Linked DNA regions of Mus musculus: regions 2 and 3 are each linked to region 1. Evidence: chromatin contacts called from public Hi-C data. All regions are on one chromosome and are shown on one strand. Each heading gives the region's core, a stretch centred on a gene start, on an enhancer-like site or on the middle of the called end of the contact. The rest is flanking DNA. Distances are from core to core; before and after follow the strand shown.

Region 1 (3,361 bases), core at 497-2,996:
AGAGTTGCTCAAATACTACCTGTGTGCCAATTCAGGAGGGAGAACAAGTTTTCTCTGCATATATCTGTCGTCCCTGCCTCCACTATTCCATAGGTTCGAGGGATAAGAACAGATCTCGTTGATTTTATTCAATGGTGTGGGATTCCAGTAGGCAATGGTGAATAGAGTGACTAAATGTCTCTGTCATTGACCACTTAAGGCCCTTCATTATTTCATTTTTAAAAAGTCTTTACACTAATAAGAATTGGAACATTTATTGTTCTGTTCGACCTCCTGCAAAATCCTGTCAAGAAGTTGCTCTCTGGGCTGGAGAGATGGCTCTGAAGTTAAAAGCACTGACTGCTCTTCCTGAGGTCCTGAGTTCAATTCCCAGCAACCACATGGTGACTCACAACCATCTGTAATGGATCCGATGCCTTCTCCTGGTTTGTCTGACAGCTACAGTGCACTCATAAAAATAAAATAAATAAATCTTAAGAAAAGAAAAAGAAAAAGAAAAGAAACATGAAAGTAGCATGCCTTGGGCTCGAGAGATGGCTCAGTGGTTAAGAACACTCACTGGCTGCTCTTCTGGAGGGCCTGGGTTCAATTCCCAGCACCTACATGGTGGCTCACCACTGTCTGTGACTCCAGTGCCAAGGTCTCCTCAGGCACAGACATACATGCAGACAAAACACCCACACACATTAAATAAATAAGTAACTAAATAAACTGCTTTTAAAGAGTATCACGCCTGACTAAAGCCTCTTAGGAAGGGACTTCTTTGCACTTAGCAATCCCATGACTTGGGCTGCTTCTCAGCACGGAATGTTTTCTTCATTGGAGGCGACAACTGAAGACAGCTTGCAGTCCATGGTTGCGGGAACTGCTAGTTTTATCATGGCCACAAGATGGGGCATTCGTTCTTCTTGGTAGTTAAAACAGTTTTAGATGCTACAACTAAGAAAGTATTTAGAGGAATCATAAATTATATAAATCTGTGGTTATCATTATATGTAGGAAATGATCCAATGACTCTGTGAAATCTTTCACCGAGACTTTTCTCTTCCCTCCGCAGGACATTATCATTTTGATATGTTGCAAGCCCCTGTTTCACGGTGATCTACCTATAATCTGAGTGCTCACAGGCTGGAAAACAGAACTCAAAGCTGGACTGAGCTACAGGGGGAGACCCTGTCTTCAAAGCCCCCAGTACCCCCCCCCCCCCAGCAAGAAAACCGGCTCTCCAGTTTTGACTGAAACCCCCCCCCCCCCAGTCTCGATCCCATTATCACTGTGAAAGGGTTTGGCTTTTAAGTTTGCACTCCTACAGTCCAGTGCCTCTGCTGGGTTCTGATACACAACTCCCGTAGACGAAATATTTGCTTCAGCTTATCATGTTCCCAGCCCTCCCTGCCCCCATTTCCAAGATCAATCCCTCCAAAGCAGAAATCTTACCACAGATGGGACCAGGTCCCGCTTCGTCCCACTGTTCTTTGTGCTGCTATTTACGTCAGATAATACATTCTCATCAGCCCCTTAAGTTTTTGCCTAGTTTCTCTCTTACCCGCGAGGGATTATTTCATTAAAGTCAGAGCAGATTCACCCACAGCTATGAATGTAAAGGGCCTATATAAGAAGCATCTGCTGGAAGGAGTGGGGGGAGGGGCGGGGCAGACAAATGGGCTTGGACACCTCAGCGGGAAGCCCTCTCCAGGCTACCTTGTAGCTGTAGTGTGCAGAATAATTGACCCACTTCCTGACGTCAGGCTTGTCCTCCACAGACACGGATCTCACGGCTGCTTTGGAGGCAGAAGTCGTGGGCATGCTGAACTCAACGTTTACATAGTTGGCAAATCTGGAAGGCACTTCCCGGTCAGAGCCAAGCTCAAGGTGGCAAAAGAAACAGTGTGGGTGGCCAGAAGCTGCAACAGAAAGAAAGCATCCAGACGTTAAGTCCTTTGAGGAGGAAATGAAAAGGGAAAGGAGGCTAATGCGCCACCCTGCTAACGCTGCAGGCTCCGAGCCTGGCTGCTTGCTGAGGGTCCAATCAGGCGCTTCCCCAGACATCAGGCTCTGAGAGCCTCAGACCCTTTCATCCTGTGCCTCTTGATTACAGCAGCCTGGACACCAGCATAAAAGCCACAGTCCATGGAGGCTAGAGAGAGAGGGCTCAGTGGTTAAAAGCAATGGCGGCTCTTATGGAAGACCCTAGTTTCAGTTCTCAGCGCCCTCACGGCAGCTCACAACTCTCTCTAACTCCAGTTCCAGGAGGGCCGACCCCTTCACACAGACAGACATGCAGGCAAAACTCCAATGCACATAAAATAGAAGATAAATAAATAAAAAGAAGTACCAAGGTGATTAAACATCATTTGTAAAAATGAGAGCAAACAAAAAAACAAATGGGAAAAAAAGTCCACAGCCTGAGAAATAGGCTTTTATGACTGTTTAGATCCAAGGGCTGGCTGTGCGGACACAGCACAAACACTAAGAAAGAGGCCTGAGACTGGAAGAATGAGCAGATGAGATTAGCACTTGGCACCCAAGAAACCATCAGCGACAGCCGCCTGGAGCAAACTGCTCTCCTTTATAAGATGAATTCTCCTAATAGCATTTTGTATTTTCAGAGGTGCCTCGGGCATGTTTCTGCGGGTGGGTGATGTATGAAAGTGACAGAGTTATGGACAGCACACAGGAAAACTGGGGGGACACAGTGCACTGGACCAATGATCTGATCTGCCGAACCACTGTCTTAGGGTGGCTGAGGAGGGTTCAGGGGGTCACAGCGAAGAAAAGTGTCAGAGCTGTGACTGTGGCCTGCTACCCCTTTGTCTGAGTCATAATTTCATGGCCCCTGAAACATGGAGACCAGGTTGCAGGATGACAGTGTAGAGATGAGAGGCGGCAGATGACTACAGATAAACTGTGATGTGGCTTTGACTGATGGTATAACTCTTCTCTGCCTCTTCGAGTCAACAATTTCAATTTCCTTTATTGCTCTGGGCAGGGTTTTTCAATCTCGGAGAGTCAGGAGACGCACACCCTCTCTCCAAGGAAATCACTCCAGAGTGAGGTATTTGTTTTTCGCAGATGTAGCATAATTTAATGGTTATTTCTAAAGAGTAAGGCTAGGATATTTAACAGAAAAATTTGCACTGGCTTTTAGGAAAGGAACAGAAACTAATACACACACACACACACACACACACACACACACACACACACATAAATTAATCAGAACTTGATGGTATCTGAAAACACATCTGTTCAATCTATTGTTTTGGGTGCCACGGACTAATTACAGAGCTGTCATTTGTCATCTCTATGAAAACTGTGCTTCACACTGAAAAGCATTCCCCAATTTCACTCTGAATGAGCT
Region 2 (3,382 bases), core at 800-3,299, 69 kb after region 1:
TTTGGGAGATACTTATTGGAGGGAAGGGTATTTTCTTAACACCCATTAAAACACAAAGTGTACAACTAATGAACACATCTAGACTACAGAAACAGAAGTCAGGTTAAATTTGTGTTTTTTTCATGAATGAGAAAACATGTAATTTAATTAAAAAACTACTCTGTTAAAACTTTCTCTGTTAGGAGAAAAGTAATTCATTCAAAAGATTATAGTCAGCAGGTAGGAGAAATGGCTTGGCAGGTAAAAGTGCTTACTGCCAAACCTGATAATTCAATCCCTCCATGGCATAAGGAAAGGACCAGCTTACACACACACACACACACACACACACACACACACACACACACACGCCAAGAAGAAGGAGAAAAAACAGCAAACAAAAAACTTTACCAACTTCAGTCCACAACTCTTTATCTGACGCAAACACTTGTTTCTGAGAAAGAAAACCAAAAGGCCTACATGCTGGGGAGAGACCTTGTGCTCTGGCAGAACTCCACTGCAGCGAGCTAAATGCAGATGAACCATGGTCATCTGGTCTAAATTTGTTTCAAAGTCCGTGGCAGTTTACATACAAAGGAAGCAGAGCAAATGCACTTTTACACCTTCTGGGTCTAGAACTTAAAACAACAACCCCTCAAAAAAAAAAAAAAGAAAGTCGGAGAGGTTTAGCAGTGCCCCAGCTTCTAAAGTTAACTCATCCCAGCAAGTTCACCAAACATCTCTCCCCCAGTTCTGTTTTCTTCCAACACTTTAGTGAAGATATGTAATTTCGAGTAAAACTTGCTAATTCATGTGTTTCGGGTTGCCATACTTTGACATCTGACCAGACAGGAGGGATAACTCAACTGAACATATGTGTGTGTGTATAAGCACACATGCATGTACACATATGTTTCAGAACTTTTCCAAGTCTGTAATGCACAAGCACATTGTGGCTCTGCAGCAGAGCTGGCACGGCAAGCCATAACCAAGTGCTCCCAGCGTCCTGCCTTATCTAAAGTTGCTCCATGGAACACAGGCTGGGAAATGCTGGACTCTAAATGTGAGTGACATACAGGCATCTGGGACGGTGATAACTCTTGCCTCCGTTAACAGCCATTTGAGTCTGACACTCCTCAGTTTGTCCAGAGTTGTGCATTCTGATCTCTAAAATTTACACTAAAATTTACACTTTTCCTGTAAGCAGACACCAGAGTCCTACCACTTAAAGCAGCTTGTAAAGACTACAGATGCTTATGTGTGCTTTCTTCCTTGCTTAGAACAGAGATCAAAGGAGGGGGCTTGCTCCCGTTCCCCCCCATCCTCTGGCTGGGTACAAACTTGTGTAAAGGCAGTAGCATTCTCGGCCTGATGAAGGTGACAGGTGCCTTTCTTATCTAGGCAAAGGAGACCTTGGGGACAGGGATGACAGAGAACAGGGTTTTTTTTTTTTTTCCCCCATTTTTTATTAGGTATTTAGCTCATTTACATTTCCAATGCTATACCAAAAGTCCCCCATACCCACCCACTCCCACTCCCCTACCCACCCACTCCCCCTTTTTGGCCCTGGTGTTCCCCTGTACTGGGGCATATAAAGTTTGCAAGTCCAATGGGCCTCTCTTTGCAGTGATGGCCGACTAGGCCATCTTTTGATACACATGCAGCTAGAGTCAAGAGCTCCGGGGTACTGGTTAGTTCATAATGTTGTTCCTCCGATAGGGTTACAGTTCCCTTTAGTTCCTTGGGTGTTTTCTCTAGTTCCTCCATTGGGGGCCCTGTGGTCCATTCAATAGCTGACTGTGAACAGGGTGTTTTTGAGGTTGTGCTTATTCCTAATTCTCCTGTCATTTGCCCCGGGATGGGGATCTCCAGAGAGAACATCACCTCTACTCTCTGGCACTCCATCCCTCCATCCCCCATAGGCAGCCAACTCCAGGGGATTTGTTTGTGTTGCTCCTGTAGTTATCCCTGTGGTTGGTGAGAAACTGAGGAGAAAGTGTGGGCTGATCACAGAATCCTTCCCTCCACAATTACATCGCAAATCACTCTGTCTTGTGTGGTTGCCAAATCCCTGCAGAACTCCTACACAGACGACAGGGAGGGGACTGTGACTCAGGTCCCTGCAGTCTACTATCAGGCAGGCTGTGCCCAAGTGCCAAGATCCATCCTTACCCAAAGGGACACAGCCAGAGCACCAGTCCTGGCTGCATCCTCATGCTCTGCTCAGCCAGGGAGACTGCAGGGGCTTGCCTAGGAAGCCAGCTGTTGCCTCCTGCCGTGCTTTCACTGAATTCTCTCCACATAAGCCCCTCCTTGGGTACCATCTGGTCCCTCCTAGGACCCTGACAAAGCAACTGGGAAGGAGATTTTTTGTGACTGTGAACTATAACAATGATGCTGAGAAAAGGAAGATGTTAGCAACCTCTGGGTTCGATCCTCACTGCAAAAATAATAGTAACTGATAAGTTAATGTTGGGATTCAGACCCAGGGCAAGCAGCTGAGGCACATATTTAACAAGCAAAAATGGACCAGGCCTCCAGGTTCTCCCAGCATCCCTCAGTCTCTACCTGGCATACCCTACCCTCTACCCTGAACTTTCCAGCCCAGGGACTGAGATTTCCCCTGGCCCAAAGACTTTTTCCTAAATAATCCAGACACTTTGGTCTCTCTTCTCTTTTTCTCTCTTCTCGCCCTCTATCTGTGCATGTACTTTCTGTCTTTCTCTTTCCCTCCCCTATGTCTCCTTCCCTGGCTTGGGACTAGTGAACTCCCTTGAGAGTGGCTTCCCAACAGACAGACAGACAGACAGACATGCATATCCTCTAATCTGGCTTGAATTGGCTCATTTCGCTGGTGGGGAAATAACCTATCAGTAATAATAAGAATTACTAATAGCACCACACCCAGCTCAGGCTACAACTCTGATTTTAACCACTTGAACTGATGAGAATTAGCATCAGCAACTTCCCCACACGAGAACCAAGCGCCCTTCCTGTTTTCTTCGGTAAACAGCCCAATGTGTTCTTCCCCAGGGCCATGAGACCTCTTTGGCAGGGCAAGAAGTTTATCCCTGGTGTCACATCTTCCAAGTCAGGCATCATGTAACTTGTTCTACACAAACTGTCACATGTGGAAAGGTACAGACTATTATTTCTGTTTTTCAGATGATAAAATTGAGTCATAAAGATAGTAAGGGCCTTGGGTTGGTGGAGCTTAGGATCAGAACACTTGCAGAGCATGCGCGTGGCCGTCCATTTGATCTCTAGTGACACAAACACACACTTTCTCTCCTTTTCCCCTCCCCCAGCCTCCATTATTTGAATATTTAAAAAAAGTCCCCAGAGCCCCTTGTCATTATTCCCTTGGTCCCCAGCAGGAGATGCTTGGGGACTATAGATGGTC
Region 3 (3,197 bases), core at 20-2,519, 110 kb after region 1:
GAGCAAACACAAGGCAAATAACTGCCTGCCGAAGGTCATGCAGGGGTGGTATGACTGTCAGCCATGGCGAGATCTCTGAGATCTCCATGGAAAACCAAAGGCCTGGTGCAGGTTGCATAGATATGAAGGAAGCCCTGGGCTCTGGAACACTAATAGGTGAGAGTAAGACTGTTTTGGGGAGCCGGGTGGTAATGGCACATGTCTTTAATGCCAGCACTTGGGAGGCTGAGGTCGTTAGATCTCTGAGTTCGAGGCCAGTCTGGTTTACAGAGTGAGTTCCAGGACAGCCAGAGAAACCCTGTCTCAAAAAAGAGAGAGAGAGAGAGAGAGAGACTGTTCTGGAGACAGAAGGATCCAAGTGAGAGTATGGGCTTGGTAAGGGTTATCTCTGGATAGCCTGATGAGGATAGAGGCTTGTATTGGGAACCATGGGAGAGAAGGACAAAGGGACCTGAGAAGCTATGGGGAAGATCTCATGGAAAATGAAAAGGTGTTAAAGGCCGAGGACTGGACAGTGACTCCAGTGCGTGCTCACGAGAGGTGACCACTGCTCACCGTGTCCAGCAGCAGCTGGAGGAAGAGTTATCAGTTACAACATTTCTAATGTGCCCTGCAGTCAAGGAGCTGACACCACCAGGAGCTGGTACTAGGCATACTACACTGGGTACAAAGAGTTCTGAACTTGAATAGTGCATGGAAATGCAAGAGACCAATAATGTCTTTACATGGCTTACAGTCCACTTCAGAGATCTAGACAGTCACCTCTGTTCCCCAGCCTATTCGGATGGCCTGTCCTGCAGAACTGCAGGGGTCCAATAAGGGTCCAGAGACTACCTAGGGTTCATCTGTACCTGCAACTAGAAGAAGGTTCCCGGAGCATAAGACGAAGACAAAACCCTTTGGGACTGAGACACAGCAATGGCACTAGCCTGCAACATGCTTATCTGAGAGGGGCAGGAGTGGTGTGCAGTGAATGAGTCTGAAGAGCTCCTTGGACCAGCTCTCTCCGCTTTCACGGATTCAGCCCTCACTACCCCTTACCTAGTTACTAGTCTCAATATCTCCCTGCACTCGGCCTTATCCTGTGCCTTATTATGCTAGATTCCAAATTCCTGCAAATGGCTGTACCACCGTTCTCCTTAAAACCTCCTCAACTGCTACTCACAAAACAGGGCGAGGAGGAGAAATTCACAAAGGCTCCCTGTGAGCAGGGGCACAGCCTGCCTGCTGCTAGCTCTTAGCATTGCGTACAACACTGAGTATCTGTCAGGAGTGAACACTGCAGCTTCAGGGCAGGCGTGCTGCCAGTCTATCCTCATCTGTTCTGCCCCGTGTGAATTCCCTCTTCCAGATAAACTGAATTATTTTCTACTAAAGGCTGCTTCTGTGAATGCTTTGTTCTAGTTGGTCATTTGTCTGTATATTTATCTATTTAATAAACCCAGGATTTTCCCGTTGGGATGTATTTCCCCATACGCTGTTATTTAATGTGGCTTCTGCTCCTCTTAAAATCTTAGCTCCCTCTTAATGACAGGTTTAATTCACGCAGCATTAAGTCGGTGGTTCTCAGCCTTCCCAATGCTGCGACCTTTTAATACAGCTCCTGGCGGTATGGGGATCGCCAACCATAAGGTTATTTCCATTGCTATTGCATGCGTAACTGTAAATTTGCTCCTGTTATGAATCGTGATGTAGATATCTGTGTTTTCTGATGGTCTTAGGCGACTCCTCTCGAAGGGTCATTCAATCCCCAAAGGGGTCTCGACCCACAGGTTGAGAAGTGCTACTCTAAGTGGTAGCCATTCAATCCAAAGAAAGAGAAGACAGACTCCTTTGCTATGAAATGTTCATAATGGGAATATTTGTTGTGCTATTTGGTTTTTCCACCTAATATCCAAAATCTCCATGTTTTTTGAAAGGAAAAAAAAATACTTTCTGTTCCTCTTGCGGGGTGATCCAACCTTTATCAGCAGGCATTAGGATCTTGAGAGCGTGCTCAGTGGTACATGGACTTTGAAGGATGCATAAGCAGCTTGCAAGCAATGGAAATCTGGTACGTGCTCAGTGTAGTAGCATCCGGATTCAGTAGTGACGGAACCAAATACGGCACCCTAATCAATCAGTACCACTGCACTCCCCTGGCTCTGGCCACTGCTGCCTGTCTTGTGATTCTCAACCTATTTTCCAAACCAAGTTTGGCAGCTGACAATGCAGTGACTTCTCCGATGCATCCCATAAACTCATTTCCTTCTTACATTAGCCAGGCTCAGTTTCTGTTGCTTCATTTAAGAACGCAGACAGTGTATCCGTCCGTCCCCAGTTTCCGCTAGTCTCACGTCCCACTCCCTGTTGTTCCGTGTGCTGATGCTATTGCAACCTATGCTCGTTCATTATCCAGTGATAATGAAAGTGACCGCTGTGTGGTTGGCTGCCGGCTAGCCTGAGAGCTTCCGAAGGAAAGGGGCTATATCCTTCAGGTTGTCTCCGATATTTTTTTAGTAGTTTTTTTTTTCCTTTTATTGAAAATAGATTTTTAGCCGGGCGTGGTGGCGCACGCCTTTAATCCCAGCACTCGGGAGGCAGAGAGGCAGGTGGATTTCTGAGTTCGAGGCCAGCCTGGTCTACAGAGTGAGTTCCAGGACAGCCAGGGCTACATAGAGAAACCCTGTCTCGAAAAACCAAAAAATAAAAATAAAAAAGAGAATAGATTTTTTTCTAACATACTACATCCTGATTATGGTTCCTCCTCCCTTTATCCTCCCCAGTTCCTCTCTACTTCCCCTCCCTTTGAGGTCTACCCCTTTCTGTCATTACAAAACAGACGTCTAGGGAATAGTCATAATAATAACCATAATAATAAAAAGAACAAAACCTAACACATTGGAATAGGACAAAACATACAAACAAAGAGAAGAGCCCAAGAGAAGGCACAAGAAACAGAGACCCACTTGTCTGCACACTCGAGAATCCCACAATAGCACCAAACTGAAAGCTGTAATATATACTCAAAGGCCCCCTCAGTACTGACTGACTACAATGGTCTTTGTGACCTTGGATCTCACAGCATCTTTAGGAAGTTTTATATGGTTTCCGTCAGTGGATATGCACTCCAGTCCTCCCAAAGGGTCTCTGAGCTCTCTCTGGCAGGTGTCTGATCCCCTCTCCCATCCCAGTACAACTCCTTGTCTCCTGCCTGA

Evidence for each region. Hi-C and Micro-C count contacts between places; a contact is called where the count stands out from the background.
Region 2: a contact with region 1 is called in a Hi-C map of cerebral cortex, with 4 times the contacts expected there. The contact joins two enhancer-like sites. A contact is called at or near these places in 9 of 484 Hi-C or Micro-C datasets (the AML12 cell line, the HL-1 cell line, cerebral cortex and 6 more), 4 of 115 datasets of contacts at active chromatin or transcription factors (bone marrow-derived dendritic cells, embryonic stem cells, fibro-adipogenic progenitors and 1 more) and 3 of 9 other capture datasets (adipose tissue, liver and pancreatic islet).
Region 3: a contact with region 1 is called in a Hi-C map of cerebral cortex, with 2.2 times the contacts expected there. The contact joins two enhancer-like sites. A contact is called at or near these places in 11 of 484 Hi-C or Micro-C datasets (the AML12 cell line, the G1E-ER4 cell line, the MC3T3-E1 cell line and 5 more), 4 of 115 datasets of contacts at active chromatin or transcription factors (craniofacial prominence, embryonic hindbrain, embryonic stem cells and 1 more) and 4 of 9 other capture datasets (adipose tissue, embryonic stem cells, liver and 1 more).

What each region holds. Positions count from the first base shown.
Region 1 is chr12:91,640,020-91,643,380 of GRCm38.p6, forward strand. Ston2 (stonin 2) reads right to left here. Exons shown (of 7, transcript NM_175367.6): 6 at 1,702-1,904. Among named protein-coding and RNA genes, the nearest start is that of Gm16876, 40 kb to the right of the region's middle. Within about 2 kb of position 1,747, at least 76 of the 459 cell types and tissues checked have an H3K27ac peak or open chromatin away from gene starts, as enhancers often do. A contact at or near this core is called in cerebral cortex, where this site is marked.
Region 2 is chr12:91,708,937-91,712,318 of GRCm38.p6, forward strand. The region is part of intron 4 of Ston2 (stonin 2); the gene reads right to left. Among named protein-coding and RNA genes, the nearest start is that of Gm16876, 29 kb to the left of the region's middle. Within about 2 kb of position 2,050, at least 53 of the 459 cell types and tissues checked have an H3K27ac peak or open chromatin away from gene starts, as enhancers often do. A contact at or near this core is called in cerebral cortex, where this site is marked.
Region 3 is chr12:91,748,727-91,751,923 of GRCm38.p6, forward strand. All of the region lies in intron 1 of Ston2 (stonin 2), which reads right to left. Among named protein-coding and RNA genes, the nearest start is that of Gm34718, 6.5 kb to the right of the region's middle. Within about 2 kb of position 1,270, at least 28 of the 459 cell types and tissues checked have an H3K27ac peak or open chromatin away from gene starts, as enhancers often do. A contact at or near this core is called in cerebral cortex, where this site is marked.